Linked DNA regions of Sus scrofa: all the other regions are linked to region 2. The links are chromatin contacts, called in public promoter capture Hi-C maps. All regions are on one chromosome and are shown on one strand. The core of a region is the stretch at or near the end of the contact, and the rest is flanking DNA. Distances in the headings are between cores, read along the strand shown.

Region 1 (2,908 bases), core at 329-2,828, 230 kb before region 2:
CAGAGCAAGGACATGAGTGCCTGCTCCTCAGAGGCAGAGACTTCCCCAAGGTCCCCTAACCCCATCACGTGGTTTCTCCTTGTCCTTAGCTCACAGCTCAAATGTCACTCTCTGGTTGAGTCCTCTCACCTTTTGGATGAGGGCAGGCTATGCTAACACACGGTAGGTGTGCAACAGAGGTTTCGTGAGTGGAATGAGCAGGCTCAACATGCTGCAGGGTTGCTAAGTGTCGAAGCAAAGAGATGCGGAGAAGGTGGGGGTGGGAGGAAGATGTGAACAAAGGCCCCTCCCGTCAAGGGGCCAAACCAGGATGGGGGGAGGGGACAGACCAGGCTTTCCAGCAGCTCGGCCCCCATGTTCTCCAAACCATTGGCCACTGATGTGAGAGAGATGGGGTCCCTCTGTCTCGGTGTATTGTCCTCCATGTGCCAGACCTTCCAGCTGAAAGACAGAGTCAGGGTCCAAGGCTGAAAGGGGAGGCCAGGCAGGACCCAATGAGGGGCTGGGTAAGGGGAGGAGCATGGGAGGGAGGGGGCTGTGGGGGAGGAGCAGCAGCCTAACACAACATCTACCACCCCAGGGGGCAACTCTCAGGAGGCCAGAGGCCCTAGCAACAGAGGAAGGCCCCTCTTCCTGCACTTACTTCTGAACCTGAGAGGCCAAGCAGAACCAAGGCAAATGCCTTCCATTTCACAGGGAAGCAAAGGAAGGAATTATGTACATCATGTCTATGTATCTGACACAGGCATTTTCCTGAAGACAGGACCTAGCTTTCATCAGTCCCCACAACAGGTTAAAATCATTGCCATTAAGTGATCATTTTATTGTATTATACTCTCCCTTCTCTGAAAGATGGAGAGACAAATCCTGAAGATATCGTTCCAGTCCCTGGATCCAACCATACCTGAAACCAGTCCTGTCCCTCAACTTTTCAATTGCAAGAGCCAATCTAGGAGTTCCCATCATGGCTCAGTGGAAATGAATCTGACTAGCATCCATGAGGTTGCGGGTTCAATCCCTGGCCTTGCTCAGTGGGTTAAGGAGCCAACATTGCCATGAGCTGTGGTGTAGCTTGCAGATGCAGCTCAGATCTGGCATTGCTGTGGCTGTGGTGTAGGCTGGCAGCTATAGCTCCAATTGGATGTCAAGACTGGGAACCTCCATATGCCACGGGTGCATCCCTAAAGCCCTAAAAAGACAAAAAGACAAAAACAAACAAACAAACGAGCCAATAAAGTCTCTCTCTCTCTCTCTTTTTTTTTTTTTTTTTTTTCTGGCTGAAGCTCAGTTTAGAAGGCTAAATAAGAGCCCTAACTAAGATCCTATCTCTCTCCACTCCTGTCCCCTCTCTTTTTCTTCCCCTCAAGGAGCAACCAACCCTCTGCAAATGCTAGAGGACATGCACATGCACAGGGGCGAGCACAGGCGCACACATGAGCAGAGACACACAGGGAAGTGCACACACAGCAGAGCCTGGGGAAGTCCAGCCACCCCTGCTCACACACAAACACAGACACACAGCTGCACAGAGAGCAGTAGGCTCCTCTTCCTACTCACGCATTCGTGGTCAACAAGTCCCTCTCACAGACAGACGGAAGGGAGTATTTCCACAGGGACAGATCAGATCCAACCTGCTTGAACTTTGGCCTGTCTTCTCATTTCAGTGCAAATTCCTGGGCAGAGTCCAGAGTTTGAGTAGGCTGGGCCTCTCACCCGGCTCTGTCCAGCATCCTCTCCAGAGCCCAGGGCCACGGCTAGGGCAGGGACCCCAGCCTCTCTCAGGGGAAAGAGGCCCCACTCTACTACAGTGGGGTTCAATCCCTGGCCTCGCTGGAGCCTGGCCCATGGAGTTCCTGCTTAGTCACAGAATCTACCATCTTCATCTGAGACACCCTTCTCTCTTTCCTGCTTCCAAAGAGGCTCACCTCATCCAGTAAGCCCTCTTTTATTATTTGCATCCTCCCCATATCTCCTCCTGGGGCCTCCTTTTCCACCTGCCATCAGTGCTATTCAGCTTTTTTTTTTTTTTTTTTTGTCTTTTGTTGTTGTTGTTATTGTTGTTGTTGCTATTTCTTGGGCCGCTCCCGCGGCATATGGAGGTTCCCAGGCTAGGGGTTGAATCGGAGCTGTAGCCACCGGCCTACGCCAAAGCCACAGCAATGCGGGATCCGAGCCGCGTCTGCAACCTACACCACAGCTCACGGCAACGCCGGATCGTTAACCCACTGAGCAAGGGCAGGGACCGAACCCACAACCACATGGTTCCTAGTCGGATTCGTTAACCACTGCGCCACGACGGGAACTCCTATTCAGCTTTTTGAATTGTGTATTTTATCATTCATTTTACGTCTTACCAAGTCTCCCTTTTCTTATTGGACCATGAATTATAACAGCAGCCTATTTTCCTGAGCTTGAAGATAAGGAAAGCAGTGTGGTACCACAAGCAGTAAAAGTGTTTCAGAGCAAAAATCACAGTTAGCCCCCCTTTTCCATTTTTTTTTAAACTGACCCCTAAGCAACAGTGTGCAAAGTCAAGGGACAAACACTTTCAGGTTTCAATCCTCAAACTAAACATTAAACTTATCTGACAGCATTGACATCTCTTTAATAATTAATCATACGCAGTCAGGACAAAACCCCCTACAATGCATAAACACTTCCTGGTACCCGGAGGCGGAGTTACCAGCACAGGCTGGTTGTTTTGGAAGTTTGGGGACCATGATGGATGAAGCGCAAGGGCACCTCTTCTGTTTAAAAGCAGTTTTTGGCATTCTGATTACCAAAGCATTGCACATGCATCATTAAACATGTAAGCATTATAGAAATATGGCGTTCCTGTCGTGGCTCAGTGAAAACCAATCTGACTAGCATCCACCAGGACACAGGTTTGATCCCTGGCCTTGCTCAG
Region 2 (3,024 bases), core at 374-2,873:
TCTGATTTCACTGTGACGTCTGGACAAGTGACTCAACCTCTGAGCCTGTTTCCAGCTATAAAATGAGGAGAGATAAACCTACCAAATAAGGTTCCTTCAGGCGTTTAAGTGAGGCAGCACTCAATCCCATCTCCTAATTTCTGTGACAGAGGACGCAAGAAGATAGGATGGGTGTGTGCTTGATGCAGGAGAGGGAGGAGATCGAAAAGAGAAGGTGATAAGAGCTATATCTGTACACCATGGCTAAGCAGTGACAAGAATACAGAGAGGTGTAAATGCCAAGGTGGGAGATGAGAAGAAGGAGATTGGGAAAAAAGCCTGGGCTGGAAATGAAGTATGCTTGTCCTGAGCTTCTGGGAGCTCAGCATGACAACCAGCTTCTCCAACACGCTTCCCCTTTTAAGATGGTGATCCACAGAGCTAGCAGGCCTTATTGAGCTGGATATGCAAGAGTAATAATAGTAATACCATTATCGAGCCAGACTGGGGAGTAGGTTCTGTCCCTGCCACACCAAAGTGTTTCTGAGAAGAGTCGAGAGCCCAGGAGTTGGTCCATATCCTTCCTCCACCATTCACTCCTTTTGTACTGTCTCTCCAATGAGATGGTAAACTCTTGTCTCCCCTAGCATAGTGCCCTGAACTTTGGTGTTTAGTAACCATTCAAGCAAAAGCAAGTGCATTATTCTGGAACATCAAGTGCATCTTCTCCTATTCATTAAGTGTTGCCACTGACCTAAAAGTTCTTTCCAAGACAAGTCTGGAGAGCTCCCTGGGAGGAGGAGGGTGCTGAATGTGAGAGAGTCCTATAGGTCTGTTGCTTCCTGCCACAAAATAATTGGGCTACAAAATGTCAATTTATTAAAAAATAGGACACTGTGGCTATTCCCATTTTACAATTGAAGAAGGTGAGGGTCAAAGAGGTCACAGATCTTTGTATACGGACTCCTGGCTTAGTGCTCTTCACTCCCCTGACCCAGAAATCTGCCTCCTGGCCAACTGATGGGCCGAGTTCCCCCGAGCAGGGCTTGGGTCGGGAGGACCCCCGCCATCCATCATTCTGCATGCGCATCCCGAGCACCTGCAGTGATTTGCAGAGACCTGGTGAGTGCTGGCTGTGAGAGAGCAGAGACCGGGTGAACACGGTCAGATTCCCCGGGAGGGAAAGCTGACAGGCATTTTATGGAGCTCCTTTGGTGCCTGGCACTTTGCTGGGCACCGTAACGCCTGTTACATGGGAGGAGGCGTCCTTACCCCTATTTCTACCCTGAGAGAGAGAAAGTAACCATTTTACTGAAAAGCCAAGAACCACTGGGAGTGGCGAGGAAGGGCGGGGCCAGCTCCTCAGTTTAAGGTGGTGGGCTTGGGTCGGAACGCCCGAGGCAGCAGTGCCCACATGGGGGCAGCGGTGCGGACCGGCGGGCGGTGGAGGGGCCCCAGACCTGCACCCCTGCCCAAGGGCTTCGGGGAGGGCGGGGAAGGGGCGGCATCCGGCGCTCCAGGGGCGGGTTCCTTCGGAGCAGGCTCCGCCTCCAGGAGCGCGGGTTTAAAAGGAGGGAAGGCGCGCACCAAGGACTGGAGCTGCGGCCAAGTGCACCTGAGCAGAGGTTGCGGCCGGGGCCCAGCCATGACCCTGCGGGCTAGGGGCGCTCGGCTGCTGGGCGGCCTCCTGTTCTTCACTCTGCTCGCTGCCGGCGCCGCCCCGCTCAGCTGGGATCTCCCGGAGCCTCGCAGCCGAGCCGGCAAGATCCGAGTGCACCCGCGAGGCAATCTCTGGGCCACCGGTAAGTCTTCGGGGACCAGGCAAGCGCATCCCATCCTGCCCTGACCCTATTTAAAAATCTCTGGCCTCTCCTCAGCTAGGGACACTAGTGCCCAGGCTAATGGGGACCCTGGAACTCATCTAGTCTAACAAGTGGGGAACTTGAGACTCAGACAGGTCAGTGACTTGGCTAAGATCACTCACTCATCCAGTTTAAAGCAGAGCTGGGGCTGGATCCTAGATCTGCCTGCCAGCCTGTGCCCCTTCTCTTAGACAAGTTTCCACTGAATCCTCTAGCCTCTGGTGGGTCCCCTCTGCATCTTCACCTCCCAGACCGCTCTTGTTCTCCACTTCTGCCGTCTCCCTGTCCCTCTTCTATGCAGGCAGCACAATTGGCAGAGTTTCTTCCGGCCCTGGGCCATTCCACCCTCCTTCCAGCTGTGCCATCTCCTCCACACCCCCTCCACCTGTTGCCACCACCCAGGGTCTCTGGCTTCTTGGTATCGTGGAGCAGGAAGGTTGTGTATCTTCCTGCCATGAGAACTGAAAGGTGGGAGAGATGGGGAACTTTCCCACTGCAGAAGGATCCTTGTTTTGTGACTTCCTTGTGTCTCGGTACCTACTTTCTAGGTCACTTCATGGGCAAGAAGAGTCTGGAGCCCCCCAATCCATCCCTACTGGGGACAACGCACCACATCTCTCTGAGGGACCAGAGACTGCAGCTGAGTCATGATCTGCTCAGGATCCTCCTGCAAAAGAAAGCTCTGGGCTTGAGCCTCAGCGGCCCAGCATCTCACACCCCGGTGAGCCAGCCACCCCACCCCACCCCACCCCCCGCGCGCCCCGCCCCACCTCAGGCCCAGGAGAGGCTCAGCCACTCATATCCAGCATTGGGCTTAGGGTTTGAGTGCCCAGCCTGGGTGTGATAGGCCCAGGAAAGTCAGGGATCCCAGGCTCTCCTTGTGATCCAGAGCTCAAAGGGAGAGGATTCCCAAGAAAGGAAGCTGACCTTCCCAGCAAACCCCACGGAACAAAAAGTAGGGGAAGATGTTTCCTCACCCATTGCCCAGTCTAAAGTCACAGCCTGGGATCATCCAGCTTCTTTGCAGCAGGATCCGCACCTCCCCCACAATCTACGCAGACTTGCCTCACCCCACCTGTCTATCTTTGCTGTGCCCTGTATGTGCTTGTATGGACCCTGAGGCCCAGAGAAGGGATGAAGAGAATTAGACAGCAGCCAAGATAGAGTCTAGACCTTCCCAGTC
Region 3 (3,031 bases), core at 186-2,685, 160 kb before region 2:
TGCCGAGTCTGACTCAGTCACTCACACCAGCCCTCAGCCCTGTCCTAGACATGTGACACCATTTGACGAGTTTTATGCTGAAACCGGTTCCGGTTACATTTGAACTTTTCCAACTCCAAGGTCAACAGAACTCAGCCAATCCACGAGGAAGTGCCTGGGACTTTTCCTGAATGTCCTTGATGTCTGTTTTTGTGCTGTTTTAAGAACGGAGGACAAGAGGTCTCTGGACAGCTTCTCAGAGGAGTGGCTGTTTTCGGTCTAACCTACGACAAGCCAAGTGCTGGGGCTGTGACACAACCACAAAAGCTAGCCATCACAATTCCCTGAGGAGTAGGCTCCAGTGGTGGAGGGAGACGGAGTGGCCGAGAGGGGGCAGGAAGTATCCGTCTCCAAGGCAATGCACGTGTCCCCATGGGCCAGTGTGCCTTTGAGTGCCAAAATGCCTCTCTATTGTCTGTGTCCTTACATCTGTAGGTAGCCGAGCTCCTAAAACAAAGCATCCACACCTCTTTAATTAACTCTTGGAAGGGGAGTAAAGGGTTCATCAGTTCAGCCTCTTCCCTTGGCATCCCATTGCCCCCAACTGGGCAGGGCACTTGGCTTCCTCAGAGCCACAACCTCTGAATCTTCAGGCAGGACCAACCAGCAAGCCACCCCTTCACCTCAACAGCCCCCACCAGGATCCTGGGGAAGACCAGGGTTCTGGGCCCAGAGGGAAAACCGTCTTTGCAGTTTATTTCCTCCTGGCGAATCCCAAGCCAAACAGCCCCCCACCCCAGGGCAGTGGCCCTGGCGTCCCCTCCTGCCTCCCTGCTGCTCGCCCACCCCCTCCCTGCCAGCCCCGAGGAATTTCGGCCTCCCCTGCCTTCCTTATCGCAAACTGTGGAATCTGAAGCCCGGGAGTACCGGCGGTGGGGGCGGCGGGGCGGGAGCAAGGGAGCGCAGATAAGGAGAGCCTTCGGGGGGCCCCCGTGAAATCACCCCGAACTAGGGCCCCTCTCGTCCCCTGAGCCTCTCCTGGCCAGAGGCCCGAGGTTCACGGGCCCTGAGAGGGCAGGGGAGCGGGCCCGGCCTGGCCGTGACCCGGGCCTCGGGCCTCCAGTCAGCGCGGGGGGCCCATCCGAGGGCCTCACTCGAGGCCTCTGCCCGCCCGACGCCGGCCCGGCCCCCCCCCGAGCGCGACTCACCTGGTCTCGGGCCGCACGCTGAGCAGGTAGCTGCGGCTGGCGGGGCTGGGGATCCACACGGGCCCGTCGTCCTCGCCGTCGTCCCCCGCCCCGGCCCGTCCGCCCGAGCCCCAGCCCCGGCTGGACACCCTCCGCGACCCCATGCTGCCGCCGGCCCGCACTCGCCGTCGGCTCCCGCCCGCTCTCCAGGCCTCTGCCCGCCCGGCTCCACGCCGCTGGCCGCCGCTCCCCCTCCCGCGGCTGACGCGCGCCCCTATTTATAGCCCCGGGGCCCGGCCGTCGTCACCTGCTGCTGTCCCTCCCCCGGCCCGGCCACCGCGGCCTCCCAGGCGCCGGGGGGCGCCGGGGCGCGGAGGCCCCGCCAGGCCTTGCCCGAGGGGCCGACTCCGGGTCTCTGGTTTCTTCCCTCAGCCGACCGCCCGTCGGGTGTACAGCTCTCCCACCGTGCGCCTCCTTGGCGGCGGTGTGCTCCCGCTTCGCGCGCGCCTCTGCCTCAGCAGCGGCGGCGTCCGACCCTCTCTGAGCCGAAGGGGAAAGGGTGGGGGTGGGGTGCGACTCTAGAAAGGGACCCAGTACGTGCCCCTAACAGGTCCCTAGGACCCTAGCTCCCTAGTCACCTCCCTGCCCTGCCCTGCCCGCGCCCCGTTTTGAAGGTGTGGAAGCTCCGGCTGTGCGGCCTTGGCCAAGCGGAGGGTGCCGAAGGACCCAAGGCACATTGTGAATCAACTGTAATAGAAAAAAATAAAAATCTTAAATAAAAAAGGAAGTATCCAAGGAGCTGCGCGGGGCGTTTGAGGCCTGGAGAAAGGCACCAAGGGGGCAAAGAGCCGCTAGGAGCTTGGGCTGGATCCAATGGGAGACAAGGGAGCCAGGGACTCGCCCCTCTTCCTGGCAGCAGACCTGACTGCCCCTGGCCTTGCCAGTGGCTGTTGGTCCAGCACTTAGACAAACTCAAACTCATATACCTCCATAAGTGACCTCGGTTCCTAGGAGGCCAGATTTCCTCTGGGTACCTCTGTGTTCCTCTCCATTATCTAGCATAGATCAGGGCTTCAGCGAACAATTCTAGAATTATTGAACCTCCTTTGCCACCCTTTTCAGCCTCCTTTCCCCAGCACCCAAAGGGGAAATGGGCTGAGTCCTAACGCCCAGAAAAATAATTTAATCATTCAATAGTTTCTGAGAGCAAAATTCTAAGCACTATCTAAATATGGTACTAAATATTGGGAGTGTCCAAGTTGGTTTAATCTTCTCCTACATCCTTGAGAGCATCCAGAAAGTACCTAGAGATGGATGATTTTAATCATTAGGAAGTTGGAGCAGGAAGTTCCTGCAGTGGCTCAGCATTAACGAGCCCCACTAGTATCCATGAGGATGAGGGTTCGATCCCTGGCCTCGCTCAGTGGGTTAAGGATCTGGCATTGCCATGAGCTGTGGTGTAGGTTGCAGACACACCTTGGATCCCATATTGCTGTGGCTGTGGTTAGGCTGGCAGCTGTAGCTCTGATTCAAGCCCTAGCCTGGGAACTTCCATATGCCGAAGGTGCGGCCCTAAAAAGCAAAAAAAAAAAGAAAAAGAAAAAAAAATTGGAGCAAAGGAGTACAACCCCTCTATTCTAGAAGCTGCTCTTACATCCCCACTCCTTTTGGAAATTGCTCTTCCCCTACTCCCACTGTGTGATTCCAAGGGCAGCTGCCATGTTCCTACCCTCTCCCCTCACCACTTCCTCCACCTTCTCATTTGACTCAAGCCACACTCTTCATGATACCCATCTCCCTGACCGCAGAAGTAAGCTTCAGACCCAAGCTGTGCCAAAGTTCTTCACCAAAATGGAGTTCCTGTT

What was found. Promoter capture Hi-C pulls out the DNA fragments that hold promoters and counts their contacts.
Region 1: a promoter capture Hi-C map of liver shows a contact between it and region 2, with 2.4 times the contacts expected there. The contact joins the promoter of SLC28A1 here to the promoter of NMB in region 2. A contact is called at or near these places in 1 of 5 promoter capture datasets (liver) and 1 of 2 datasets of contacts at active chromatin or transcription factors (alveolar macrophages).
Region 3: a contact with region 2 is called in a promoter capture Hi-C map of fetal liver, with 2.3 times the contacts expected there. The contact joins the promoter of ALPK3 here to the promoter of NMB in region 2. A contact is called at or near these places in 1 of 5 promoter capture datasets (fetal liver) and 1 of 2 datasets of contacts at active chromatin or transcription factors (alveolar macrophages).

Annotation. Positions count from the first base shown.
Region 1 is chr7:52,651,244-52,654,151 of Sscrofa11.1, forward strand. SLC28A1 (solute carrier family 28 member 1) reads right to left here and starts at 1,579. Exons shown (of 18, transcript NM_214112.1): 1 at 1,558-1,579; 2 at 330-441. The coding sequence starts at 425.
Region 2 is chr7:52,881,615-52,884,638 of Sscrofa11.1, forward strand. It overlaps NMB (neuromedin B), which reads left to right and starts at 1,624. Exons shown (of 3, transcript NM_001123145.1): 1 at 1,624-1,781; 2 at 2,390-2,562. The coding sequence starts at 1,625.
Region 3 is chr7:52,717,340-52,720,370 of Sscrofa11.1, forward strand. It overlaps ALPK3 (alpha-protein kinase 3), which reads right to left and starts at 1,436. Exons shown (of 14, transcript XM_021098900.1): 1 at 1,188-1,436. The coding sequence starts at 1,330.